Regions from separate parts of the Mus musculus genome. Here region 1 is linked to region 2. A link is a contact called in public Hi-C data. All regions are on one chromosome and are shown on one strand. Each heading gives the region's core, a stretch centred on a gene start, on an enhancer-like site or on the middle of the called end of the contact. The rest is flanking DNA. Distances are from core to core; before and after follow the strand shown. Region 1 overlaps Car10 (carbonic anhydrase 10). Region 2 overlaps Car10 (carbonic anhydrase 10).

Evidence for each region. Hi-C and Micro-C count contacts between places; a contact is called where the count stands out from the background.
Region 1: a Hi-C map of cerebellum shows a contact between it and region 2, with 2.0 times the contacts expected there. The contact joins two enhancer-like sites. A contact is called at or near these places in 2 of 484 Hi-C or Micro-C datasets (cerebellum and nephron progenitors) and 1 of 115 datasets of contacts at active chromatin or transcription factors (heart atrium).

Annotation. Positions count from the first base shown.
Region 1 is chr11:93,392,234-93,398,529 of GRCm38.p6, forward strand. All of the region lies in intron 4 of Car10 (carbonic anhydrase 10), which reads left to right. It overlaps Gm35002 (a long non-coding RNA gene), which reads left to right. Exons shown (of 2, transcript XR_388957.4): 2 at 1-6,296. Among named protein-coding and RNA genes, the nearest start is that of Gm24856, 18 kb to the right of the region's middle. Within about 2 kb of position 1,313, at least 3 of the 459 cell types and tissues checked have an H3K27ac peak or open chromatin away from gene starts, as enhancers often do. A contact at or near this core is called in cerebellum, where this site is marked.
Region 2 is chr11:93,152,805-93,158,941 of GRCm38.p6, forward strand. The region is part of intron 2 of Car10 (carbonic anhydrase 10); the gene reads left to right. Among named protein-coding and RNA genes, the nearest start is that of Car10, 58 kb to the left of the region's middle. Within about 2 kb of position 2,312, at least 2 of the 459 cell types and tissues checked have an H3K27ac peak or open chromatin away from gene starts, as enhancers often do. A contact at or near this core is called in cerebellum, where this site is marked.

The sequences.
Region 1 (6,296 bases), core at 63-2,562, 240 kb after region 2:
ATACATAATGAGGATAATTAGACTCAGCGTTAAAGTACATTACAAGGTTCACCTTTTTGCCTTCAGACATATGATAAATATGTATCAAGTTTTGTAAACTGGAAATCAGCTCACCAGTTTTAGAATAAACATAAATGCTATAAATCCAGCCTGACCCTTTCTGGCTATGTGGTACTGAACTAAAGAGAGAGAGAGAGAGAGAGAGAGAGAGAGAGAGAGAGAGAGAGAGAGGGAGAGAGAGTCAATACTTCAAGGCTCTATAAACTAAAGAGATAGTCAATAACTTAGGACTCTGTATCAGGTGTTCTAAAGTAGATTCAGGTGTATGCCCTATCCCAAGTAAAATTCTGAGACTTAAAACGACATTTTTTTAGGTTCAAATTGTTACAGTATGGACCCAAGATTTCAACCCAATTCTGCAGGCCCCTGTATATTCTGCTACCTTTTCTCCTTTTTTAATCCATAAAAGGAGTCAGGTTGATCTCTTATGGGATAACTGTAATGAAGACACAATGCACTCCACCCTGTTCCACACTGAGTAGCTTCATGCAAGCACTGGGAACACATTGCTTATTGAGGAGTGAGCTGTTTGGTGCTAATTCCTGAAGTTGGTTTTCATATGATTTCTCTGACAGATCTTTGATTTGTATTTGAAGTTTTCTGACTTTCTATTGCATTTCTCTTTCCCATTTAGACCTCTTATTTACTTATTTTAGATAACTGATCATAGGCCAACCTCTTCCCAGTGAGCTCTAAGGAGCACAGTGTCCTAGACCCCAGTGTCCTGCCATTCTTTCATATGTATAGTCATTGGCTAGTGCTGTGACCAGCAGACCTTGGCTTCATACTCTTCATACTTGATGAGCAAATCAGTGATACATTTCTGCTTACCTCTTCTTCCAGGTAGGATCATTTGAGCCTTAATGGTCTGTATATGGCAGGAGAGCAGTGAACATGTTCAAGCATGTTCTTTTCTTAACGATAAGTATGAACATCTCCAAAGACCCAACTTGATGCATTTATATCTCCTCCAACAAAAGTTTCTGTGCTGTTGTACACTGAAAACTACAAGTGTTGTCTCTAATGTTGGTTAAACATGTGATCATATGCACTGTCTGTTTCACAAAGCAACCATACTGGGTTCTTCCAAGCCATGGACTTTTGACCAAGTTTACAATACAGACATGAACACCCTCATGTGAAGCAGGGTTCAAATGCAGTCAGAAAGTAGGTGGTTACTTCCATAGAGGCCATGCCATTATGTCACCTGAGCACACCTTGCCTGGCAGGGTGGTACTATAGACCACAGGGTTTACAGTCTGTGAGGCTCATGGTGCCTTTTCTCCCTCCACAGCCTGGACTGCACCATCTGGCACTATGAAAGCTGGCCAGCAGGGAAGGAACTTCTGGCTGTGTTCCATCTTGATTTCTCTATCTCCTGCAACCAAAGTGCCTTTGGCAGTGGGGTCTTATCATCTACTCCTGATGTTGGTTGGCATAAAAATTTTGGAAAGAAAAAATAAGAATGAGAATAAAATTGTATTATTAAGAAACCTGTAAAGGTCACATTGGACAGATGGAAAGGAATGCTCCATTTTTTTTGCTGGGCAAAGTGGTAAGAAGAAGGATAGGAGCCATTATAAATAGAACCTTAAGGCTAATGCATGGGATTTATTTGTGATTTTCAGCTTTCTTTTTCCTGCCTGAAAAAGTACAGACTACATAGAGGTATTAGCTATGTGGAAAGGAGGGCACTTACTCTCCTACTTTGTTGAATTTCTACGGAAGTTTTAATAATGAATCAAGTTATCTTTGAAAATAATTAATAGTCTTTAAAGAAAGCAAGAAGCCAAACTCTTCCATGTTCATCTCTGCGCATCAGTTCAGCAGTCCCATCCCTTATGGCACAGATGACACACAAGCCACCTCAGATATTTATCTCTCAGAATTGCGAAGCCATAACAGGTCTACAACCCACATTTAGCCCCAAGGGGAGCTTAGATGCAAATGGAGGTTAATTCACACAGTGCTGGTTCCATCTGGGTCTTTCCCACAATAAAATAAATCATCTAATACAGCAAGAATATATACTCAAAAAACTAGAGTTGAGACCCAGGCAAGATAATCCAGGGGGAAAATGCTCTAAATATGGAATCTAGAGCTGGGGGCCTTCATTTTAAGATGCCATTAGCTATTTCCTTTGACTTGGAGAGAAGACAGGCATCTCTCTGGAGCATAGTTTGGTTTTTTTTTTAATCTATTAATATATATTTCCAAGAGAAGTAGATTAATGGATGAATATAAAGTTATGATCTTAACACTGAAACACCTACTCCATAAGAGTTTTTAAACAAGGCAATTAATTATGCATTGGAAAGATAAAATGCTTCAAGACACTTGGCCTCCTATTTTTAAACCAAGGGTGATAAATACTACTGGTTTCAAAGTCTAGAAGCCTATAACATCTTTCATCATCCAAATTTGCCCTTGACCAGAAGAGAAGGATTGTTAACTTGAAAAGCGGGTGCTATATTGAATTTTATTAAATGACTACCTAGTTAGAAACTCCAGGGATCTGGCTTCCTATGGGGAAAAAATGAAAAATAAAATTTAGAAGTTAAATAATAAAAATTTCACAATAACACTGAATTAGTGGCAGGTCATCACAGTAAGACTTTGTACAGATATAATACATGAAGCATATAAAATTTCTCACATGTTCACATTTGATCATGCACACATAAAAGACACTATTGAGAAAATAATGGTGCTAACTCACTTTCAGACCAACGTTGGAAAAGACCAATGGTTTGGAATAAATTTGGGTTCACTTTCTGACTGCTTTCAGCCTTGTGGCTTTAGACAAATGATTCTACCACTCCAAATCACAGTCGCCAGGCCTTAACAAATGGATACAGCCTTTCATATCCAGCATCATGAGGTGATCCTGAGAATGAAATGTCAGAGCTGAAGAATCAGTGCAAATGATCACATATTTGCCTTGCAAGCTAAAGAGCTGATTTTTGTCACTAGAGCCCACATTTTAAAAACCTGAGGCACAGCCCCATGCTTTTACCTTTCCAAAGCTAGAGCGGTGGAGACAAATGGGACTTGTTAGCCATCCAGCTTCATCTATTTGGTGACTTAAAGGTCACTGTCTCCAAAATAAGGTAGGTAGTACCTGAGGAATTGCCTTAGGGTTTTAGTACTGTGAAGAAACACAAATGACCAAGGCAATTCTTAGAATGGCAAACATTTAACTGGGACTGGCTTACCGTTTCAGAGGTTCTATCCATTACCAGCATGGCAAGAAGCATGTAGGAAGACATGGTACTGGAAGAGCATACAGTTCTACATCTTGATCTGAAGAAGGCTAGGAGGAGGCTCTCTTTCTACGATGTGTGGAGCTTGAACATAGAGACCTTAAAGCCTGCTACACACTGACACACTTTCTCCAACAAGGCCACACCTTCTCCAATAATGCCACACCTCCCAATAGTGCCACTTCCCATGGGCCATTGGCCTCTGTATGTAGTCTTACATACAAAACACATGCAAAAGTGAAATCCAGTGTTAATCCTCACCGCATCACCAGTAAGAACAGAAAGGTCCTACTTTTAAATTCCATGGTATCCCAATCATAAAAGAAGAGGCTCGTGTTTTCTGGAAATACAACTGACAAAAGAAAAACAAAAAGAGAAAAAGCCCAACCAAAGATATGATAATCCTTCTGATATTTTCTGGAATCATGGAATTGATTGGTTTTACTATTATTGTCCAAAATCGTATGTGTGTGAGTTAGTCTGTGTGTGCTGTGCATGCATGCATGTGTGTATGATCTCTGATTACTATGCAGATACAATTTTTCTGGCATTATAAATATTCACACAATATTTCACATTCTACTCTGACCCACTCCAGCCTTATACCTTCATACATGCTTCCTTCCTCCATTACCCCTTTATGCCCCACAGTGGTATACTACCTTAGTAAGAGCCCACAGTGGAAATAAGTTGTTTAGACAGTATGTATTACAACAGAGAGCCAGGTTTTTTCTCTCCCAGATACTCAAGGATATCAATCTTTTGATGGTATTTCCTGTACCATACCAATTCCTATTAGTTACTGAGTTTTTGCTGCAGACTGTGCTGTCAGTAGTAGATGTGCTATGTGCACATGTGTGTGTGTGTGCGCATGTGTTTGTGCATGTGCACATGTGTGTTTGTGCATGCATGTATGTATGTGTATACTCACACATACATACACATGTGTGCATTCATGTGTGTATGTTCATGTGTGCATGTGTGTGTGCACACTCACACATGTGTGCATGCATGTGTGTGTACACGTGTGTGCCAATGTATGTGCATGTGTGTTTGTGCATGTGTGTATGTATGTGTGAGTGTGCATGTCTGCTTGTGTGAGCATATGTGTGTTTGTGTGAGCATGAATGTGTGTGTGTGTGTGTGTGTGTGTTATTTACTTCTCTCTCTCTCTGTTCCCTCCATCACCATCACCACCATTATCTGAACTTCATTCATGTTCTTTTTTCTGCTCCTAATCTCTGTTGCCTATTCTTACTCATTCTTCCAGACTGAGTGCTACTGGCTGTGACCTTCCTCAAAGCCCATCTCTGTGCCCTAAGCATTCTATCTAATAAAATCTTATGCCACTTAGTACTAGCTCTGCCCATTCAGTTGGTGACTGTTCCTTGACCTGATCCAAAGGCAGGCTTTATTTGTGGAGTAACCAAATACAAGATAAGGTTGTTATTTGTTTCTTTGTGGAAACTCACTAACTTTTCTCTTAAACAAAACAAAACAACAGCAACAACAAAACAGAGTAGAGCCATTAACTTCGATCCCATTTCCAGAAACAAGCTTGCCAATTTGGCCCCTAGAAGTCCTCGAATGACAGGAAAGAGAATGGTGATTTAGCATATAGATCCTTTGCTTGTAATCTTCCCAGTCAAGCCTGCTTCTGTATGATGGTGGCCATTTCCTGAGGATCACAACTGTGACTACCTTTAAACGCCCTGATAAGCATCCTAAATGGTTCATCAACTTCTTCTAGTAGCTCCTCAAGTATTTGCAGCTCAGGCCATTTAAGCAGCTTGCTTAGGGCCTAGAGTAAGTGAAGAAGCAAAACCTTAGTCCAAGCTGGTCTGAACCCAAAGCCTTGGTGCTTCACAGGGCAGCTTTCATTCCTAGTAGACATCGGAGAGCATGTCCTCCTCAGGGTTCATTACAGCATTGTGCATAGACTCACTACTGGTCTCAGAAAAACAGAAGGGGAAACATCAGGGGCCAAGCATGATCCTATAGACAGCAAGCAGTTTGCCCTTCCTCCTCCTCCCCTTCCTCTTCCTCCTCTTCTTCCCCTTCCTTTTCCTCTCTCTTCTCCTCTTTCTCCTTCTCCTCCTCTTCCTTCTCTTTCTCCTTCTCTTCCTCCTCTTCCTCCTTCTCTTCCTCCTCTTCTTCCTCCTCCTCCTTCTCTTCCTCCTCCTCTTCCATTGCCATCATATAAATGATCCTGGCCAGGAGATGAATGAGAATCCAAGGAGAAGAACACTCCATGAAGACAATCCCTTCTCTTCCTGGTTTGTCCTGAAAACTCAGAAAGGGCTCTGTGCAGTTTCTCTTTATGAATTGAAGTCTGAGGCAATCTCTAAATCATTCTCATACATCATATGTCACTTTTCAAAGAGAAAGAATACACATTAAAAAGATTTGCTCAATCCTGGACCTGCCTCTGAGCATCCAAGATCAATGCTGAGGCTGATTGAGTTGTGCTCTATAGATTTCTGCAGTCAAGTTCATCAAGGCACCCATTTCTCTTCCTCTAATGATGCTGAACCCCAAGCTCTTCTCCGAAGTGCTTTAATTTTCACTCGGTCATCTCGGAAGACAGTGACTTAATGAACTGCAAATAGGACAAGAAAGACACATAAATCATCTTCATAGCCTTTTCCATGGCCCTACCAGGGCACTTCTTTGCTTATTACGGTGCCTCCAGTGGCTTTTCTGTCCTCAGTGGTGGAAATTAAATTATACAGCACATTTTCAGCAATGTAACACACCAATAAATACATGAAATCATCAAGATAAATAACAAAGATAAATTAATGTTAACACAGCACAATGTGATCTTATGCTGTGTTACAACTAGTGTCTGAGCCGGGCGTGGTGGCGCACGCCTTTAATCCCAGCACTCGGGAGGCAGAGGCAGGCGGATTTCTGAGTTCGAGGCCAGCCTGGTCTACAAAGTGAGCTCCAGGACAGCCAGGGCTGTACAGA
Region 2 (6,137 bases), core at 1,062-3,561:
CAAACAGTTCAACTAACTGGGGACCAAACACATGGGCTCATAGGGACCATTGTCATTTAAACACCATAAAGAGTACAAGATGAAGGCTGACCCTTTTTAAGTAATGGGAATGGTAGCAGAGGGGCGGGGTGGGATGGGATATGGTTCAAAAATTTTAAGTGACTTCTTAAAATTGTATGATGTTTATAAGTTGCTTGACCATTTTCATGTAGAGTTTTGCTATTTTTTTTTCTTTAGTAATTCTCAACTAGTGAATTGCACCAGTTGTGGGCTTGTCTGTTTTTTCTTGGGAATTGGTAATGCCTTTTTCATTGGATACACAAATAAACTTGAGGCAGATGGGAATTCCTTGACTCCTCATGGCCAGAACACTTTTTCTGCATCTGAACTCTGTCTCTTTGTTTTGTTCTTTTTATGTAGGGATAGTGTGGCTGCAGATATGAAATCTTAGTCCTAAGGCTTTGAATGTGAGTCTCAGTCTCTCAGCTTTTAATGGCCTCTGCTTCTGCAATTATAACCCCTTTATTCCCAAACATAAGGATGTTTACTGCTCTACTAGTTCATCCCTATTAGCATTTGAAAGTGCTTGTAGACCTTCCATGAAAAGCACTGGTCTCTTTACTCTGTTCATGAAACATCTTCATCAGCCTGTCCATTTTGGCTCTTTTCTCACAGGCATTGTTCGCTCAACCCATCTAATGAGGCTTGCCTCACCATCATATCGATAGGGCCACTATCATTAACCACTTGTATTAACATGTGGGTATTGCCCTTGCTCTTCTGTACATTCACTTAGAGTAGTGCTCTGTGTCCCTGCAAGTATTCAAATTTCTTATTAAAGGGCTACAGGGTACATTGTAAGGCCTGTATCTCCTTGGTGGCATGACTGTGTCATTTAGGACTCCAGTGAGGATCAAATCAATGAAGAAATAGAGGGACAAAGTAACCATAAAGAAGAAAGGTTAGCTGTGATGCCATCCTATAATGCATAACCAGGAAACATCAACAATGTACATTTGGGTTCAACTGAAAGAGGAAACTTCTGGAAACCAGAAGTAGATGTAATTGATTGAGTATTGCTGGGAAGGGTCCAATTCTCTGGGACCAGAATTGATCAAATTAATAAACAATTTAGTGGATGTCAATAAGGCTGATTGAAAATGAAGAATTTCAAACAGCCATAAATACATGAGCAATTTATTCACTCTTACTGGGGTTTGGCAGAGATTAAAACTGCAGTGGTATAGCATTTCAAACCATCCTATCAGCACACATTTTGAAATCTGATTGCATCAAAGGATGTGGCCAAAAGATTTGGTGATTTAAACTGTTGTAACTACCTTAGAAATATCTAGTTCATTGCAGGATAGGCATACCCTGTAATTCAACAATTCATTTTCTCATTCTCTATCCTAAGTTTCTTCTATATGAGATAGCTTAGTGTATAAACAATGAGGTCTACACAGAGGTACACAATGTAGCACAACAAAGAGTAGCTGAAAATATAGACTCTAACTCTGAGTATGTGAAATGGACAAATCAGTGGTCATATACCCAGTGGATTCCATACAACAGTTGAAATGTATGAACTGAACTGGTAAGTGAGAAAAGCAAGTTACCAAGAGAGCTAGGATGTGTATTATGTAACTTCAATAGAACTCCAAAATCAGTCTATGATGTTGTAAGTAGGGGGAGAAAGCACAAATACACGTGATTGGGCTGAAATTTGGAAATGCAGTACATAGAAATGGTGGAGAAGCAAACTATAGATCATACCTTCAAAAATGTGTTTAAAGATGGAGCTACTACCATATTTAGCAAATGACAACTTCTCTTCCATACAGGTGGTGGTGACATTGGTGTCTATTTTCCCATTGCCTGAATTATTGGTGTCTTATGTAATAATTATGTTTTTTTTTTTTAATTGAAAGATGACTGGGAAGAGAGATCAGTGGTTTAGTACTTGTGTCCAAGTATAAGGCCCTAGGTTAGGCCTCCAGCTTTGAAATAAATGAAAATAAGGAAATCAATTTCTATGATAGTTGATGAGGTGAGGGATAGAAGATTATATCCTCTGAGCCAGTTCCCATCTGTTTCATCTGGGATCAAACACAGAGGAGTAACCTGGAACTCTTGATCTCTAAGGATGGATACAAGAAGGCAGACCCAAAGACCTGAGCTCCCTGGTTATTGTATGAGCAAGACACATCCACAGATTCTCGTTAGCTCACCTTCATGACAACAGAAGGTTGGGTTCGTTAGTGGGATCACCTACCAAGCTCCAGAAAGGAAAAGTAGGTCAGAGGAAGAGTGGCAGATGGAGGGTAGTGAGCTCCTGAAGCTGTGCTGGAGACTCAGGTGAGCTCCTCTCCCATGTTCTAGCTCAGAATATGTCCATGTGCACTATCTCATGAGATAATCACGACACCCATGACATCAGCAAGGGTGTCCTGGACTTCAGAAGTGATGGGGTGAAAATTTAACAAATTAAGGGATTTGGGACATGAAGGTAATAAAAGACCCTGCTCTCTCTCCCTCTTCCTTTTCCTCTCTCTCTCTCTCTCTCTCTCTCTCTCTCTCTCTCTCTCTCTCTCTCTCTCTCTCTCTATCTCTAGACTAGAAACTGTAATCCTCCTGCCTCAACCTCATGATTACTGGGTGTGATAGCTGGTTTTATGTCAACTTGACACAAGCTAGAGTTATTTTAAAGGAAAGAATCTCAATTGAGAAAATGCCTCCATAAGATCTGGCTGTAAGTAATTTTCTTAATTAACAGTCAATGGGGGAGGACCCAGCCCATTGTGGGTGGGGCCATCCCTGGATTGGTGGTTCTGGGTCCTATAAGAATGCAGGCTAAGCAAGTCATTATAAGTAAGCCAGTAAACAGCACTTCTCCACGGCCTCTGCATTGGCTCCTGTGTCCACGTTCCTGTCCTGCTTGAGTTTCTGACCTGACTTCCTCCAATAAGGACTAGTGATGTGGAGATGTAAGCCAAATAAACCCTTTCCTCTTCAATTTGCTTTTTGCTCATGGTCCCTCACCATAGCAATAGTGACCCTAACTAAGACACCGGGACTATCTATTGGACATGCCTGATCCTAGTATTCTGATTGTATCTGAACACCAGGTTTACCTTTATTATGACACCTTTTAGCTAATATCTTTAGTATTTTGCTCTTTTGCTGCAGTGTTTGTATGGTACCTGTACATATATCCAACATGGTTGTGAAATGATAACACAGATGGTTATCAGAATGGAGATAGGGTAGTGGTATAAGAGCATAAAGAAGGAAATATACCAAGCCCCAGGCCAGAAAGAGAGTAGTATTGAATTAACTCACACTACAATGAGATAGAGGATATACAGGTTAACTGTCTGGTCAAACTGAGTTTATCAGAGTCTCCAATGAGGGAAAGCAACATCTTCTTGGACCTTAATTATAAAAAGGGAGAGATCATATTAACTTGTATACACCAAATGGGAATAGTTACAATTATGGTTTTTTTCCCCACTGTTCTATACTCAATGAACAACCTTTTCTCTGATATACACACCATAATTATGCTGGTTGTTTTTTCTGAATATAACACACACACACATGATGGAGCTCCTACTATATTTAGCAAAATGTAAAATGTCAACTTCTCTCTTGTCTTCCAAATAGGGGGTAGTGACATTCATGCCTCTTTTCCCATTGCCTGAATATATGTTGGTAGAGTGCACAAAACTCTGGGGTCAGTCCCAAACATTTCATAATTTAGACCCATAATTATGGCCCCTGTAATCCCAGCATTTAGGAGTAGGAGAATCAGAAGTTCAGGTCATACTTGGTTACACAGTGATTTCTAGGAAAGCCTCAACTACATGATAACCTGTTTCAAACAAACAAAAACCAGCCCCTTCACAAGGTGTTCTTTTTCTTACTCAACAATCTCTGAGACTCACCGATGTTATAAGAGGTCCTAATTATTCCTTGTTTTTAATTGATACATACCAGAGGTGTTTATATAGGTTTATGTTTCTTATGGATATAAACCGAGACTTGAGTCTTTGTTTCATCTTCTCTACTTGCCAGAAAAATAAGCCCAATGAAGTAATTTTGAAATCCAGTTTTCTCTCGTATGGGATGAAATACTCCTAATGAACTTGCAGGGGGTAGGGATTAAAGGAGGCACACATATGTTAGTCAGGGTCTTCTTGTGGAGCAAAACTGAAAGGATTAATATATATATATACATATAGGAAAATAATTTATTAAATCAGATTATGTTAAAATGATAACAATTATCTCCTACTTGAGAGGTTGAGAGTTCAACAGGAGGCTGGCTGCTTCAGCAGTCCTAATTTGGTGTAACAAACCTAGAGATTCCCCAGAGAGCTGCTGTTCCTTAGTCACTGATGGAATGCTAGAAAAGCTGGCTCTGGTATGAGTGAAGGAATGGGCTACAACAACTGGATATCAACTAGATGGGGCAAGAGAAGCAAACAAGAGGCAAATAAGCTTCCTCCTGTTTCATATGGGCTGCTACCAAAAGGAGCCTCCCACACCCCCACTCCACAGGAGTGGGTCTTCCGACATCTGTTAAGATGATCAGGACAACTCTTCAGGTGAGGCTCTCTACTCAGGTGAATCTAATTTGTGGCAAGTTGAAAGTAGAACCAAGCTTGCAGGTAAAGCTTGGAGTGCACCGGGTTCTGTAGAAAGGTAGTTATCTCTTTCTTCCCCACTGTCAATAGACATCTGCAACCATTAGGAGGAAGCATCAACTGTACTCAAATATTAATAAATTAAGGATTGTCTAACATGTGCTGTTAGTGAGGTTCAGAGAAGACCCAAAGCTCTCCATCACTTAGTTAATCATCAAGGAACAGGGAAGAAGGAAGTGACAGTAGGAAAGTGAGTTATAATCAAAACACTGATTACTCGGTATTCACAGATGAGTAAAGGATCAACTGACAGGTGAAGTCTTCCACAAAGAATAATATATGGATCCAGACCATAGCAATAAAGGAGTGTTCCCTTGGGCTGATGATGGTTGCAGACAGGAAGTAAATAACATTTGTTGGGGAGAAGCTATCTCAGATGATATCAATTGACAGAAACAGTAAACAAATGGTGTGGGCAGGAGCCACTTTATTCTCGTTGGCTGGAGTAAAAGATTTTTTTCAAAGTGAAGATTTGGAGAGATTGTTGCGAGTAGGTTAACGTACTGATTCAATGGCATATCTTTAGTACCTATTGCTGTAAACACAACTGTCTGCTGCTTTCTTTATTCTCTGTAGTACGGGGCTCACTCACTTCATAACCCAGGTTGGTCTGGAACTCAGAGGTGTGTAGCTACTCTGAACTGAAACATACTGCCATTTCACCTCAGCCTCCTCAGTGCTGGTATGACAAGCAGCCACGTGTAATTTGGTTCTTCTTTTCTCTGCTATGTTCTCTCATTTGAGGGATGCACATGTGTGATCAGAACACATAGGTGACACATAATTGCCTTTAGGACTTTTTTAGGTTTTAATTTTATTTCTAAGTACATTGAATTGCATTAAATGTCATAAAGGAAAGGAACTTGAATGTAAAATATTACACAAGCTAGGAAAGAAACCAAACAATTGAAGAAAAATGTGAGGCCAACTGAGAGGCATCATTACCACGCTGCTCAGCTCTCAGAGAGAAGGTAGAGGAAGGATTAAGATGGTGGGCATTGGTTTGTGTGCAGTGGGAAACCCACAGAAGCAAAGGTCATAAGGTTATGATGTTTGGAGAATTTAAATATCTATTATAATTTTTAAGTGGGCAGGATCCCATGTAACCCATTTGGTTTCAAGCTCACTATGTAGCCAAGGATGGTCTTGATATTCTGCTTCTCCTACCTTTATCTCCTCAGTGGCAGGGTTTCAGGTTTGTGCTACCATGCCTATATTGTATAGTGTTAGGAATTAAACCTAAGTTTTTATTTATGCTAGAGGAGCAGTCAACCAACTGAGATACATGCCCAGTCTTCTGGAACAAAGTATTCAGGACCGTTTGCATGAGCCCTTACAAGGTATTGGCTCCTCCAAGGAGTCTTTTTATCTTTTTTGTGCTTCAAGGACACCCATTTCAAAATAATATATATTAGCTCTAGATTCCCT